Linked DNA regions of Sus scrofa: regions 2 and 3 are each linked to region 1. The links are chromatin contacts, called in public HiChIP or PLAC-seq maps. All regions are on one chromosome and are shown on one strand. The core of a region is the stretch at or near the end of the contact, and the rest is flanking DNA. Distances in the headings are between cores, read along the strand shown.

Region 1 (4,824 bases), core at 1,261-3,760:
AGGCACAGGAGGTGGGGAGGATGGGAGAGTCACTGATCAAGATTTCTTAATTTAATGTTTAAAAAACCAACAGGCAGAAATTTTGGTGCAGTTTGGGGTGTCTGGGCATTCGTCAAAAAAAATAGGCTCTCTCAAAAGGGGAAAAAACTGAGTAGGAGCAGGGCTGGGCTAAGCTAGTTGAAGTGGAAGATGGGCTGTGGGGGGGGGCAGTGGCAATAACAAAGTCACGGTCTATAAGAATTCATGCAAGAGGAAGCAGAAGTAGACCAGTTACTGTGATTTGGAGTTTCCTAAGCCTTGCTTTAGGTTAGAACATCAGTTTCAGGCAATAGTGCTTTTTTAAGAATAGGTGCAGAGCAAGATTTCCCAGCCAGTCTCCAGGAGAGAGGATGTGTGTTTTCTTCTGTCAGTTTGGGGCTGTTGTAACTGACCAAACCAAGAAGCAAGTGAGGTTGCAGATCACATTAGGACAAATGAGATGGTTGTGCCTGCAAAATAAATTCCTGCCCAGAACCAAAGAAAAACCAGCTTCAGATGCTATTCTTGGTTTGACAGCTGGTATTTCAGAGTGTATCGATCCAGTAGGCACCTCTAACATGGCAGGACCGATGGCGGCAAGGGGTCATGGCAGGGCAGCCACTGCAGACAGCACTGACAGGCGCCAGGTACCTGGCCCTGCAAATATAGTCACTTGCAGCCTTCTCTCCTCTCCTGGCCCATTCGTTGCGCTCGTGGCTTCGCCGGCCGGCGCTGGCTGGAGTCCTGGCCCCAGCGGTCAGACTGCAGCTCCCAGCATCTCGCAGCGGCGGGGTTACTGGAAGGCATGGCACCGCTGCTCTGCAGAGCTTCCCTCCCTCCTTTGCTTTCTGGAGCGGAGGCACCGGCTAATCTTTGAGGAGTTGAGGAGTCACAGTTATCTGGGACTTGAGAGAGCAAGGTGGAAAACTATTAAGAAGGCTCCTGGGTCAGCCCTGCTTGAAATAAACCGAAGGAGGGGCAGGGAAGAGGAGCCTAAACTGAAGGATTTGAAGACAATGGGATACAGCCTCACGGAGTTTTCTGGTGGGGGAGTGGGAGAGGGAACCTCGGGAGTCGAAGCTGCCCAGTTGCCGACTCCGCGGCGTCCCGGGGTCACGCCAGGTCGGTCCCCTAACTTGCCATCTCTTCACGTGTTCTTGGCATGACGGGGATTAAAAATGCAAGGAAAAAAAGCATATGCCCAACGGACAGAATGTTCCCAAAGATTACTTGGGGGGGGGGACTGAAATGCAGATTTTTTTTTCCACTTTAGTGCAGAGACGAATTTTATTTCCGCCCCCTCCCCTCCACATTCCTGACCTCTCCCTCCCCCTTCCCTCTTTCTTTCCTTCCTTCCTCCTCTTCCAAGTTCTGGGATTTTTCAGCCTTGCTTGGCTTTGGCCAAAAGCACAAAAAAGGCGTTTTCGGAAGCGGCTCGGCCGTGCACAAGGGCCATTTGTTTGTTTTGGGACTCTGGGCAGGAAATCTTGCCCGGCCTGAGTCACGGCGGCTCCTTCAAGGAAACGTCAGTGTTCTCTTGTCGCCCTCGCCCGCTGCGCGCCCCGCCGCCGCTGCCCATGGGGGAGATGCAGGGCGCACTGGCCAGGACCCGGCTCGAGTCCCTGCTCCGGCCCCGCCACAAAAAGAGGGCCGAGGTGCAGAAAAGGAGTGAGTCCTTCCTTCTGACCGGACTAGGTAAGGACCGCTGCCGGCACTCTGGGGACTTTTCTCCCCCACTCATCCACTAGTTGCTCGGACCTGGCGAGTGGGGCTGGGTATTTGGGGTTGTACTGAGGGTGGCGGGCTGGGGCCGGGGTAGGAGGGCGGCGGGAACGGGGGGACCGGCCGGGAGCCCTGGCCCCACACTGACCCTGAAGATAAGGGCACGCTGAGCTGCCCTCGCCCGGCGCTGCCGCCCTGCGCGGGAGAGATAACCCGGGTTGGTGGTGCACAGCCGCCCGGCAAGCGCTGCGGAGGCTGCTGCGCGAATTAAGGGAGAGGGTCAGGGTCGGAGCCAGGGCTCGGGGTGAATCCGAACTAAGGGCTTGAGAAACTAGAGCGGGCACCGAGCCACCCCGATCGCCGCGCACCGAGCCGAAAGCGCTCAGATTTCCTGATTTGCCTAGACTCTGATTTCCTCGCCGAGCGGAATAAATGAGAAAGGTGGAAAATTACTCCGGCCGCTCCCTCGCTCCCCACCCCCTTCTTTTGCGGTTTCCCTCTCTCCGGCTCGGGAGCCGAGGGAAGCCGATAACAGCCCCGCGCCTGGCCCTCCCCAGGCGGTCCCCGCTTCCCCCCCCTCTTCTGCTCGCGGATGGTCCTCTGACCGGGGGCGGAACCGCCCGCAGCCAGCCGCTTCGCCGCCGGTCGAGCCGCAGGCAGCCGGGGGCGGGGCCGGGGCGGGGCCAGGCAGCGCCACTTCCTCATTGTTGCGTGGGCCCCGCCCCCGCGGCGACAAAACGCTTATAAAGGCGGTGGCAGTGCGGGAGCGCAGTGTTGGCTGAGCAGGTCTCCCTTCGCTAGCAACTCCCTGTTCTCTGTGACGATGACAGTGAAAACCGAGGCTGCTAGGAACACACTCACTTACTCCAGAATGAGGGGAATGGTAGCAATTCTCATCGGTGAGTGTAGGAATACGGCTGGATTTCTAGGTTTCGCGAAGTGGAAATTTTGCAAAGTCCCGGATCAGATTAGTGTGCGTGGCGTTGGATGTTACAATACCGTCTAAACATGTATTTCTCCTCTCTAATTCACAGCTTTCATGAAACAGAGAAGGATGGGCCTGAACGACTTTATTCAGAAGATTGCCAATAATTCCTATGCATGCAAACAGTAAGTTGGGGGGCGATTTGGGAAAATAAACATAAGTAGTAAAATTTTCCATTTACCAGTAGTGAAGACACATTCTCATCAGTATATGGATCAGGATGCTAAAGACTTTCTGGGGGGGAGGGGGCGGGTCCGTTTTCTCTTTAGGTTCTAATTATTTAAAACATTTGAAACATTAGAATTAATTAGCTGATTGGGCTTGTTCTAGAAATTCAAGAGGAAACTTTCATGTGTGCCTAATTAATCCCCTCTCTCCACAAAGGACAACCGTCCTCTCTGTAGTTAACTGGGTTTATTCTTTTCTTTGGCGATTATTTTCTTTAGCTGAGTAGTTGATTTGGATGTTTTTAGTTGAAACACTGAATTCTCCGGAAAAGTTGAGCCAGAAATTCACTGTTGGTGTTGTTCTGCCCCCTTGTGGAGAGCGAGCAGGTTCTAACTTCTTCCTTTCTTTGCAGCTCTGAAGTTCAGTCCATTTTGAAAATCTCTCAACCTCAGGAGCCTGAGCTTATGAATGCCAACCCTTCTCCTCCTGTAAGTGTCCTCTGTTGTGATGCATCAATGGAGAAATCTTGTAAATGAGTCATATAAGTCTTCCTACATTGTTGAGTTAAAACAGCATTTCTAGAAGTTAGTGTCAAGGCAGGAATGCCTCATTAGTGCATGGCAAACAAGTGACATAAGTAAGCACTTAAGTATGAGTCAGTGGAGTATTTTAAAAGGCATATTTCATAAGGGTATTTTCTGTTTAACAATAGCACGACTGTACAATTTCCATACGATAGTCACATGTATAGATGAAAAGTAGTTTGGAATGTGTTTATAGATATATGGGGACCTGCCTCAGTCATCTGTAGATGTATTCTCCTTTACATTGCCTGTACTGTATAACTGATAATCTTCCTTTGAAGCAAGGCTATTAAAAGAAAACATTTTATTTTCCAGCCAAGTCCTTCTCAGCAAATCAACCTGGGCCCATCTTCCAATCCTCATGCTAAACCGTCTGACTTTCACTTCTTGAAAGTGATTGGGAAGGGCAGTTTTGGAAAGGTAATTTCACATCTGAATTTTTCATTATTTGCAGTCCTTCGTATGCTCATTTTACATACTCCCTGAATGTGGCCAGCAAAATTGACTTTTAATTTAAATTTCAGGTTCTTCTAGCAAGACACAAAGCAGAAGAAGCATTCTATGCAGTCAAAGTTTTACAAAAGAAGGCGATCCTGAAAAAGAAGGAGGTATGAGTTGGGCTTGGTGGGTGGAAGTTGGAGATAAGACATTCACAGACTTTACCTTGGAATCTTTGGAGCCGAGTTGCAATTTGCCACTAACTCTTCATTGTCCTTTTCATAGGAAAAGCACATTATGTCGGAGCGGAATGTTCTCCTGAAGAATGTGAAACACCCTTTCCTGGTGGGCCTTCATTTCTCTTTCCAGACTGCTGACAAACTGTACTTTGTCCTAGACTACATTAACGGTGGAGAGGTGAGCAGAGGTGTTAGGAGGTGACCTTGGGTGTCTGTGGGCAGCCTGCTGAGAGGAAAGTGTTGAAAAGATACTCAGTGGGGGGAAAAGTTATCAGAATGAACATTCCCTTTGAACCTGCTTTTAGCCAGCTTTCAAATAGTTAATAGACTATTTAGGGCCGCTTCCTGCCATTGTCCTCTTTAGCTATATATGTCAAGACTAATTCTAGGCATTGTCCTCAGGCTTTGGCAGCTCTGCTAACTCTGTTTTGTCTCTTGCAGTTGTTCTACCATCTCCAGAGGGAGCGATGCTTCCTGGAACCACGGGCTCGGTTCTATGCTGCTGAAATAGCCAGTGCCTTGGGTTACCTGCACTCTCTGAACATCGTTTATAGGTGAGCTGAAGAGCTCTTAAGGCTCCCTTCTGTGCATAAAGGAGACAGAAGATAACATAGCCCTAGGTTTTGACCTAGCCTTTGACGGGGTCTTAAAATCATTGTGTCAAGGCACA
Region 2 (4,824 bases), core at 840-3,339, 150 kb before region 1:
TCTATGACCATTTAGGATGGTCACAAACAGAGACAGTGGAATTGGTCAGAAGGATGCTGGATGACCCCGCTCTTTCCTGCAAAGTCCTTCACACAGAATAAGAGCCCAGCTCTGTGTCTGTCAATAGGTAATTAAATGAATGAATGAACACACTAAAGAAATAGAATACGTAGCTCAGCTTTACTGGGAATGAGGGCCTGCCAACCCCAAAGGCTCACTTAGGCAAGAGCCTGCTAATTCTAAAAGCATGGTAGTTGGATGAGTTTCCTGGCACTGATTAAGCCCCACCAAACAACCCAGGTTGGAGGTTAAGGGCGTGACCCTTCTTCATTGTATTATTGCTAAATCAGTATGCATATTTTGACCCTCAATTCTACTGAAATCTGTTATCTGTTTTATAAATGATTCTTGCTCCTGGCCACTGTTCCTCTACCCACCCACCACCAACCTTTTAGCCTTTTGACTATTCATTTCAATCTCTTCCCAAATTAAAAGGATTAGGGAGGAGCCTTAAAACCAGTTTTTCTCTTAACTGAACACTCCTATGAAAATGAGACCAGGAAATGAGGGCGAGGGAAAAGGTAAAAAGAAGTTGAAAAGCTTGTGTGATCCCAATCCTACTAGAAGGGATAATCTAAACCTAGTGATGGGGAGGCGGGGTGAAATGGAGAACAAACATTAAGAAAGGAACTTCACTGCTTTACAAGTAAATAACAAACCCACACTGAAGGGGGTGGGGAACAAGAGCATTAACCTGAGTGACTCCGGGGAAATAGTATTTTATCTGTATACTAACAGTTTGTATTCAACTATGTACACATATACACTGCATCTCTCAGGGGGTGTGGGTTAGCAATCCTGAAACTGTCTTATGTTGAACCAAAAGTAAATCTACAGTGGATAATAAAAGAAAGGTTTCTCACTGTTGGAAAAGAAGAGTTACAAATTAGGAGAAGGGAAGTTTAGGTAGAATACATCCTATAGTGTTGCATCAGAAACAGAGATATCTGTATGAGCTCATGGATTTAAATGTGTGTCTATAAATGGGCTGCCTCTTAGCAGTGATAATCTAGAATTCCTCTCCTTTATTTTTTTTTATTTTTTTTATTTTTTGAAGTCTCGTGTCGAGGTCCTTAAGAGAAGAAGAAAAATATTTTTTAACCAATGTTTTTAAGAAAAGTAAATACCAGACTCACACTAGGAAATGCTATTCCAAAGGAGGCCAGAGAGGATGTTACTAACCCAAAGCAGAGACTTAGGGTGGAACTCAATAATGGAGGGGGGAGCAGTAAACAAAAAATACTAATAACAGCTAAGACAGGATCCCTGTTCTCAAGAGGTCTTGATCCAGGAGCCATGTTCTAAGGATGGCAAACTCCATTTACTCCATTTAATACTCTTAAAATAGTCACATACTTAGAGGCTACCGCTTTATTTTAATGAAAATCTCTTGACCTGCAGAATTTGTTTAAAGACAGAAGTTCTTGTCTTTCACACTTGAGAGAAAAGAGCAAATCTAAACCTTTAGGGCCGTTTTAAACCAAGTTTGAATTAACAATGCCTGATCCAGGGAGTTCCTGTGGTGGCGCAGCGGTTAACGAATCCGACTAGGAACCATGAGGTTGTGGGTTCGGTCCCTGGCCTTGCTCAGTGGGTTAAGGATCCGGCGTTGCCGTGAGCTGTGGTGTAGGTTGCAGACGCGGCTCGGATCCCGCGTTGCTGTGGCTCTGGCATAGGCCGGTGGCTACAGCTCCGATTCAACCCCTGGCCTGGGAACCTCCATATGCCGCGGAGCGGCCCAAGAAATAGCAACAACAACAACAAAAAAGACAAAAGACAAAAAAAAACAAAAAAAAAACAAAAAAAAAAAAACCAATGCCTGATCCAAATAAAAAGCAGAGCAATTCAAGAGCCGATACCAGGGACTCTTCAAACAGACTTAAACTTACAAACAACCAACTTTCTCCAGAAAACTTTCCCATCTGTTAGTCACTTGCACAACTTCAATGAGACATTAGTCAAAGAAAGAGGCTTGACGCCACGTGGAATGAGTCACTCCCAGTTCAGTGAAGTCTCTGAGGGTTAGTGGCAATCCGTCCACTTCTCTGTTTCCAAGGAAGGATTTATTTATTCATGAGATCAAGAAGGAGCAGATGACTGTAACACTTCACATCAAATAGAGACATGAATCACAGAATTAGCAGGTACCCAAAGACTCTTGTTGATGGAGACTGTGAAGGGAGCTTCTCTCCACCACGTCCTCTGAAGCAGAATTTTCCCGTTTCTGCTTTATCACTGACGGTGTGGTCATGTCATTCTCTGTAAAAATACTTGTACCCTACTAACTTCTGTAACTTCTTTCTTATTCTGACTGGAAGAGCCAAGAGAACAAGAAAGTTTAAATCAGACTTTACTGTGTTTGTTTCCTTTGCCTGACTGAGCATTCTGAGGAGTTTACCACAGGAATAGAATGGAAAAATTGAAAGATATAACCATAAATCATTATAGGAGCAAAGCCCTAGCAAGGAGCTAAAATGATTATGCACAGTCCTGTTTTGGATCTCAAAGCCATGGCTCTAGAAAGAGCACTACTACTTAGAAAATTCATCCTATAGTGCAGCTGAGAGCTCAGGTTTTTCGAAATGTATTGAATAATGTATTTTAATTGAATACATTGAAATTTATTGAATATTGAATAATTGCTAAGTCTAAAATCTCGGACTTATTCATACAATAAATAATGATTGTTTATGATGTACCAGCCCCTGTCTAATTACTGGGGAAATAAAGACAAATAAAAAGATGGAGAAGTTCCCATTGTGGCACAATAGAAGTTAATCCGATTAGTAACCATGAGGCTGTGGGTTTGATCCCTGGCCTTGCTCAGTGGGTTGGGGATGGGGCATTGCAGTGAGTGGGGTGTAGGTCGTAGACTGGGCTCGGATATTGCGTTACTGTGACTGCGGTGTAGCCTGGCAGCTACAGCTCCATTTCGACCCCTAGCCTGGGAAACTCCATGTGCCGAGGGAGCAGCCCTAAAAAAAAAAAAGCAAAAAACCAAACCAAACAAAAACCCCCCAAAAAAACAAAACAAAAGATGGACTTTGCTCTCATCAAACTTAGGAGTGAAAGAGATTATATAAACAAAATGAACAAATCATCTGACACAACATAAAGTTTGAGAAGGATGAAGAAATAGCAAAAGGAAAGGGCTTTTAATCGTGGAGGTGTCAGGAATCCTGCAGAAACTGACATCTGAGCTGGTTCTGAAGGAGAAATAGGAGGACACCAGGCAATCTTTGGGGAAAAGGAAAGTGAAGGAAGAAGAGGGGCAGGGCTTTCTTGGAAGCAAAGAAAACAGCAGGTGCAAATGAAAGCATGAAATAGTATCTTGTACTATATAAAACTCAAAGACAGCGTGAGTTAGACGGGCGAGGCGATAGGAAGCAAGCAGGTGCCTGGTGTGATGGGAGCAGATCATGCTGAAGGTCATCAGCCAGCCAGAGCCACCTCTATCAGACCCACTCTTATGCCCAGCATTGAACTAACAGTCAACTGGATGCCGGGGAGAGGTCTTCAGAAGAGACATAGACTTGCATTTTGGTGGATGGCTTTTGGTGAAAACAAAATAAGAGAAACTTTGGTGACAGCATATAGTTTATACAGTCTGGTTAGAAATGTTTCTTCCCAGTGTTAATCTTTTAGGTCATATTTAAAGAGCACCAGCCTTTCTTTTCTTCTGATCCTTCAAACCCCATGCCAATAGCTAATGACATCAAAAGTAATGACACAGAGTGGAAGGGGGAGGATTTAGACTCTCACCACTATCCCTTTGCTACCTGCTCCTTCGCCTACCCCCCAAAAACATGCCATCCAAGTAAGGACATTCAGCTTCTTCTTAAAGGACAGCTTTGAGACAAGGCTTTGAGGAGTTCCTACTGTGATGCAGTGGGTTAAGGATCCAGCATTGCCCCAGTTGTGGAGCAGGTTTCAGCTGTGGCTCGAATTTGATCTCTGGACTGGGAATTTCCATATGCCATAGGTGCATCCAAAAAAAAAAAAAAAAAAAAAAGACAAAGTTTTGAGTGTCCCTTTCCAACCACCTGCAGCTCTAAGAAACCCCTCAGCCACTGAATATCAGCAAATGACTCACGAATGATCCTTTGGTTCTTTCACACCGTAGAGATCTCAGGGTACCTTCTTGTGTAGAGACCTATGGGAAACCTCTCTTAGAACCCGCTGGTCCACAAAGGGTTGGGAGGGGCTTTTGCAGGTGGGGCTTTCTTTCTAGGGAGAGAGTCTCCCCTCCTTAACCATTGCTCTAAAACTGGCAACAGATGGTTCTGCCACTGGCTACATCCTCAGCAGAATTTCCCAAGAGTCTTTTCAGGTATGAGCTGCCGCATAAGAATGTTCTCTCTGAAACGCCAAAAGCCTAGAACAACTTCATAAAACACAAACCATATTGATGATCATCTACAAAATCAGACTGAATTTCCTGTGGTGTTTTAAAAACATCAAGCTAATAGGTATTCATAAATATCTTCCTTTGTTTTACACATTTTCAATAACCTTGGTTAGGTGCAATACGATTACTTCAAATGACCTTTTTGAAACAATTTTGTGCCTGTTTTTTTTTCTTTCCTTTTTTCTTCCTTATTTATCACTTCTATTTTCTGCTTAGCTGTTACCAAGCCATAGAGTGTTCAAAGAAATTAAAATGAATTTCTTTTTTGAAAAAAAAAAAAAAAACTCGTGTCAATTAGGCAGAGTAGGCAGATCCTCTTTCTTCTTCTCATCTCACTCCTAGAGTTGCCAGATTTA
Region 3 (4,824 bases), core at 1,389-3,888, 140 kb before region 1:
CAGATCTTTGTCATAAGTACTCTTATTCTGATCCACTAGAGGTTCTGACACAAAGTGCAAGGTAGGAATCACACAGCCTAAAAAAGTAAAGTGGCAAACTCTAGAGGGAAGTTTATTCTGATGTTGATGATGATGATGGTGATGAAGATGCTGATAAAGATTTGACTATTAACTACATTCCAGATACTTTTCTAGGTCCTTTACATATATGTACTAATTTAATCCTTACAATAAATAGTCAACATGATCTGCATTCATGGAGAAAACATTTGTGCATGACATAAGAGAATCAACTCAATAGGAAAGAGCAAAATAGAAATAGAAAAACAGTAAATTTTTGAGTCAATGTCCTTTTCCCATTAAAAGTCTTAATACTCACCCCAGGGAAACAGCATATTGCATAATATTAAAGGCATTTGCATTTTTCGTTGCTCCCTAAAGCTCTCCATTACCAAGGAAAAGGATTTTCACTCAATTAGATCACGAAGCAGAGGACTATGCATGTTGAGTCCCCAGATGTAAAAGACTTGAAGAGGTTGTGTGTAGGGGAAAAATGAATTGATAAAAAAGCCTGTCCTAGGATGTATGTTGGTGCGGGAGTAGCCTCCAGTGTGAGCAGCTAGGTGTTTATCCCTCGTCTCTTGCATGCGGGTGGCTGTCTTGAATGATACAACTGATTTTCAGCAGAAATCAATTGTACATTCTCAGACTGGATGTGGTTAGCTGAATCTAGAGCATTTTAGTCCTTGAGTCTTCCACTGTCAAATGTCAGCCTCACGTATACTTAGAATGTAAATTCAATTCCCCAACTGGGACAGGCCAGCAGAAAGAGTAAAACCCCGTATATCTTCAAAATTATATTGTATATTCAAGATGTAAATTTGAGTAGGAAAAAATGCTGTCATTATTACCGATTATTAAATGTGGCTATTTAGTCTGATTTTTCAGGAAAGTTGAATTTATGGAGTTACAGGATTCCATAGAATAAGCAAAAGCTGAAGGCAGTGGTATTAAATTTAAAGTGCTATTAAAGGCTGGTTTGACCGCAGATTTCTTTTCAGACAGAGGGTAAGTACAATGACTTTTGGGTGGTTCATTTTATTTTTTATTATATATATAGTCTTTTTAGGGCTGCATTCATGGCATATGGAAGTTCCTGGGCTAGGGGTCAAATTGGAGCTACAACTTCTGGCCTACGCTACAGCTACAGCAATGTGGGATTCAAGCCACATCTGTGACCTGCACCACAGCTCATGACAACTCTGGATTCTTAGCCCACTGAGCGAGGCCAGGAATCAAACCCATGTCCTTATGGATCCTAGTTGGGTTTGTTAGTGCTGAGAACTCCTTAGTGGTTCATTTTATTCTCTACTTGAACTACCTGAATAAAATTATGGTCAATTTTGTTGTTTCTTGTTTTGGCGATGAGGTTTTGCTAATTAGATCATTTGATAAAGCCATAGGCTCATTAGATCAAAGTTTCATGCCCTGAAATTCACCACCCCACATTGAACCCCAACATAGTCACAGTGTTTGTCACAAATAGGACCAGATGCTTGATGCTCAGTGGTTGTAGAATGCATCTTCGTTGAAATTACAGTCTGAAATGTTACTTTTCACATAAGTTATCAATAAATGTCATCCCTTTTAGCTACATTTAGTTCTTCCATATTGAAGAGTATGTCTGAGGGTAAAGCAATAAGCGTCTGAATGGTACTAAAAATAGTCATTTACGTGTGTAACCAGTGTGAGTTGTTCCCTGACACTAAGAGTACAATAAATGCCACCATCTGTGGGGCATTTAATAACCAGCTCCCTAGACACACACACACACACACACACACACACACACACTCACAGTTCTACCCCAGTTTACACTATGCGGAAAAGCTACTCTGCCTGGATGGCCCCAGGGCCCAGACTTGAGAAACCCACAGCCTTTTTGAAATTATCTTCCCAGAGTCCATCAACTTCTCTATTCCTCTTTTTTTGGTAGGAAATTTGAAAGAAAAAGCTATTATATATTCCTGGAGGCAACCATAAACCTAGCAAGAGGCCTCAAAAGGATGGATCCAGCCTACACACAATTTTTTTTGTCTCTCGAGAGAGTTTTAAAAATTAGAAAAATTTTTCATAAATATATGGTTGTTCAGTTTCTCTAAAATGTCAGAAGATCCAGCATCCCCAGACTGTCATTTCCATGGGTGACAATTTGCTGGGGCTGAGTAGCAGCCCCCTTTTCAGGGGGCCCCAGTCACCTCAGTCCCTGACAGACTCACTCAGTTCCTTAGCCGACCTAGCCCTAACAAGATTCAAGTTTTGACCTGGCCTAAACATTAGGGCGAGGACAGGAGGTCTATAACAGTGAGAAAAACCTCAAAAATATTGATTCTTTGATGAACATGTCTGTAAGCACCAGCTCGTTGCGTGTTTGCATAACTTCCCTCTGTTTCAACTTCCCATAGCAACAAGCAAATAATTGCCCAAAACTTCTCACGGGTGAGGACATATTTCAAAATTCATATACTGACTCATTTCAATCTTCACAAAAACTCTATGGGGTAATATATTTTTATCTCCATTTTGAGATGAGGAAACTAAAGAACGGAATTAAGTAACTTTTTCCAGGTCACATTGCTAGAACTCAGTGAAGAGGGAAGAATTAAACCCAAGTAATCTGTCATCAGAGTCTTTGTTTTTAGCCACCATCACATTCTATCACGCCCTGCATTCAGTTAAAAATTCTATTCTTCAGAGTTCCCGTGGTGGCTCAGTGGTTAGCGAATCTGACTAGGAACCATGAGGTTGCAGGTTTGATCCCTGGCCTCAATCACTGGGTTAAGGATCTGGCGTTGCCGTGAGCTGTGGTGTAGGTCGCAGATGCAGCTCCGATCCCGAGTTGCTGTGGCTCTGGTGTAGGCCGATGGCTACAGCTCCGATTTGACCCCTAGCCTGGGAACCTCCATATACCACGGGAGCGGCCCTAGAAAAGGCAAAAAGATTAAAAAAAAAAAAAAAAAAAAAAAAAAAAAACCTATTCTTCAAAACATCTCTCCATGTCTATGAAAGATACTCTAGATCCTCAAAGTCACTGCCTATGGGCTCCCAGACACCCTGAATGTATTATCACCAAAATCATCATACAGCCCCAGGATTGCCAGTCAAACTTTCTGTCCAGCTTTGAGCAACAACAGTGTCTTATTCACCATTGTCAGGTGTATAGCAGACATTCAATACGTCTTTGTTGAGTGAAAAAAATAAAACACGTGCTTTGTTTTTTTGCTTTTTAGGGCTGCACTTGAAGCACATGGAAGTTCCCAGGCTAGGGTCAAATTGGAGCTATAGCTGCTGGCCCATGCTACAGCTCCAGCCACAACCACAGCAACTCAGGATCTGAGCCGCATCTTTGACCTATACCACAGCTCACAGCAACGTGGGATCCCTAACCCACCCAGTGAGGCTAGGGATCAAACCCGCATCCTCACGGATACTTGGAATTGTTTCCTCTGTGTCACAATGGGAACTCCAAAGTGTGTTTTTAAGACTTTGCATGGCTACCCTCTTGCACCAAATTATCATCACATCGAAATCAGACCCATTAACATCCTAGTCTCATTGCCTCTGGACTCCCATCTTTCCACTGCTATGTTCTCCTCCACAAAGGCAGACGATAGCAGCTGGTGCACAGATATTGTGAGGATTTAATGAAATGTTTATAAAGTGCCTAACCCAGTGTCTGGTAGTTATAAAGCACTCACAATGTAGTACCTACTGTGGTGGATGCTACTAGAATATTGCATTTAACATCCTTTTTATAAAGTTATCCCCAGGTCCAACATAAACTCCTGCCTCCAGCCGGCATGTGACTTCTTTTTCATCCCCCCTTGTGATTCTCCATCTGGCATAAAGGACAAAGTGCCAAAAGCCACAGAAGAAGTAGGTCTCAGCCCCTAGGAGCAGAAATTGTACTTGAGAATTTGGAATGTATTACTCTTATGTTAACACCTACAAGTGTGTATTATAGAATATAATATGAAATTCGCATAAATTTTTAAAAGGATAAAACATGACTTAAAGAAAATTTTTACTTGCAAATGATTGCTTTGGGTTAATATCCTCAGAACCCTCTGGAAACTAGGTCCACAGTCCTATGAACGTACAGTCCAGGAGTTCCCACTGTTGACAAAAACAAACAAACAAACAAGCAAACAGAGTTCCTGTTGTGGCTCAGCAGTAACGACCTCAGCTAGTATCCATGAGGATGCAGGTTCGATCCCTGGCCTTGATCAGTGGGTTAAAGATCAGGCATTGCCGTGAGCTGTTCTGTAGGTCACAGATGCTGCTCAGATCCCAAGTTGTCATGTTGTCATGGCTATGGCATAGGCTGGCAGCTGTAGCTCTGATTCTACTCCTAGCCTGGAAACTTGCACATGCAAAAAAAAAAAAAAAAAAAAAAAAAAACTGTCCAGCCCCCAACGGAACACTCAGGATACATCCTGCCTCCCTTGTTCTGAATGCTTTTTTGTAGCCACCGGTTTCAATGAGAACGTCCTCCCTGAATGTTTTCAGTTAACAGTAACAATAGCCAGCCCTTACTGATTTCATACAGTGTGTGAAGCACCCTGTTAAACAATTCACAGGTACCTTTCAATTATTTTAAGAACTCAAAGAGGTAGGTACCACTATTATCTCATCTTTAAATTCCAGAAACAAGCTTGGAAGGCTTAAATCATGGGTCCCACATAACAGAGCTAGGAAACGGTGAAGATATTCAAAGGTGGGTGTTATCATTCTTAGCCATTAGACCCCACTACCTCTGGTACA

The links. HiChIP or PLAC-seq counts read pairs in DNA pulled down with a chosen protein or histone mark.
Region 2: an H3K27ac HiChIP or PLAC-seq map of alveolar macrophages shows a contact between it and region 1. The contact joins the enhancer-like site here to the promoter of SGK1 in region 1. A contact is called at or near these places in 1 of 5 promoter capture datasets (liver), 4 of 47 Hi-C or Micro-C datasets (embryonic fibroblasts, heart right ventricle, retroperitoneal adipose tissue and 1 more) and 1 of 2 datasets of contacts at active chromatin or transcription factors (alveolar macrophages).
Region 3: a contact with region 1 is called in an H3K27ac HiChIP or PLAC-seq map of alveolar macrophages. The contact joins the enhancer-like site here to the promoter of SGK1 in region 1. A contact is called at or near these places in 6 of 47 Hi-C or Micro-C datasets (blood, brain, embryonic fibroblasts and 2 more) and 2 of 2 datasets of contacts at active chromatin or transcription factors (alveolar macrophages and skeletal muscle).

The regions. Positions count from the first base shown.
Region 1 is chr1:29,745,385-29,750,208 of Sscrofa11.1, forward strand. SGK1 (serum/glucocorticoid regulated kinase 1) reads left to right here and starts at 2,511. Exons shown (of 12, transcript NM_001244459.1): 1 at 2,511-2,639; 2 at 2,775-2,850; 3 at 3,306-3,381; 4 at 3,793-3,897; 5 at 4,002-4,085; 6 at 4,201-4,332; 7 at 4,596-4,708. The coding sequence starts at 2,564.
Region 2 is chr1:29,593,057-29,597,880 of Sscrofa11.1, forward strand. No RefSeq gene overlaps it. Among named protein-coding and RNA genes, the nearest start is that of SGK1, 150 kb to the right of the region's middle. Within about 2 kb of position 2,090, at least 9 of the 83 cell types and tissues checked have an H3K27ac peak or open chromatin away from gene starts, as enhancers often do. A contact at or near this core is called in alveolar macrophages, embryonic fibroblasts and retroperitoneal adipose tissue, where this site is marked.
Region 3 is chr1:29,609,548-29,614,371 of Sscrofa11.1, forward strand. No RefSeq gene overlaps it. Among named protein-coding and RNA genes, the nearest start is that of SGK1, 140 kb to the right of the region's middle. Within about 2 kb of position 2,639, at least 7 of the 83 cell types and tissues checked have an H3K27ac peak or open chromatin away from gene starts, as enhancers often do. A contact at or near this core is called in alveolar macrophages, embryonic fibroblasts and retroperitoneal adipose tissue, where this site is marked.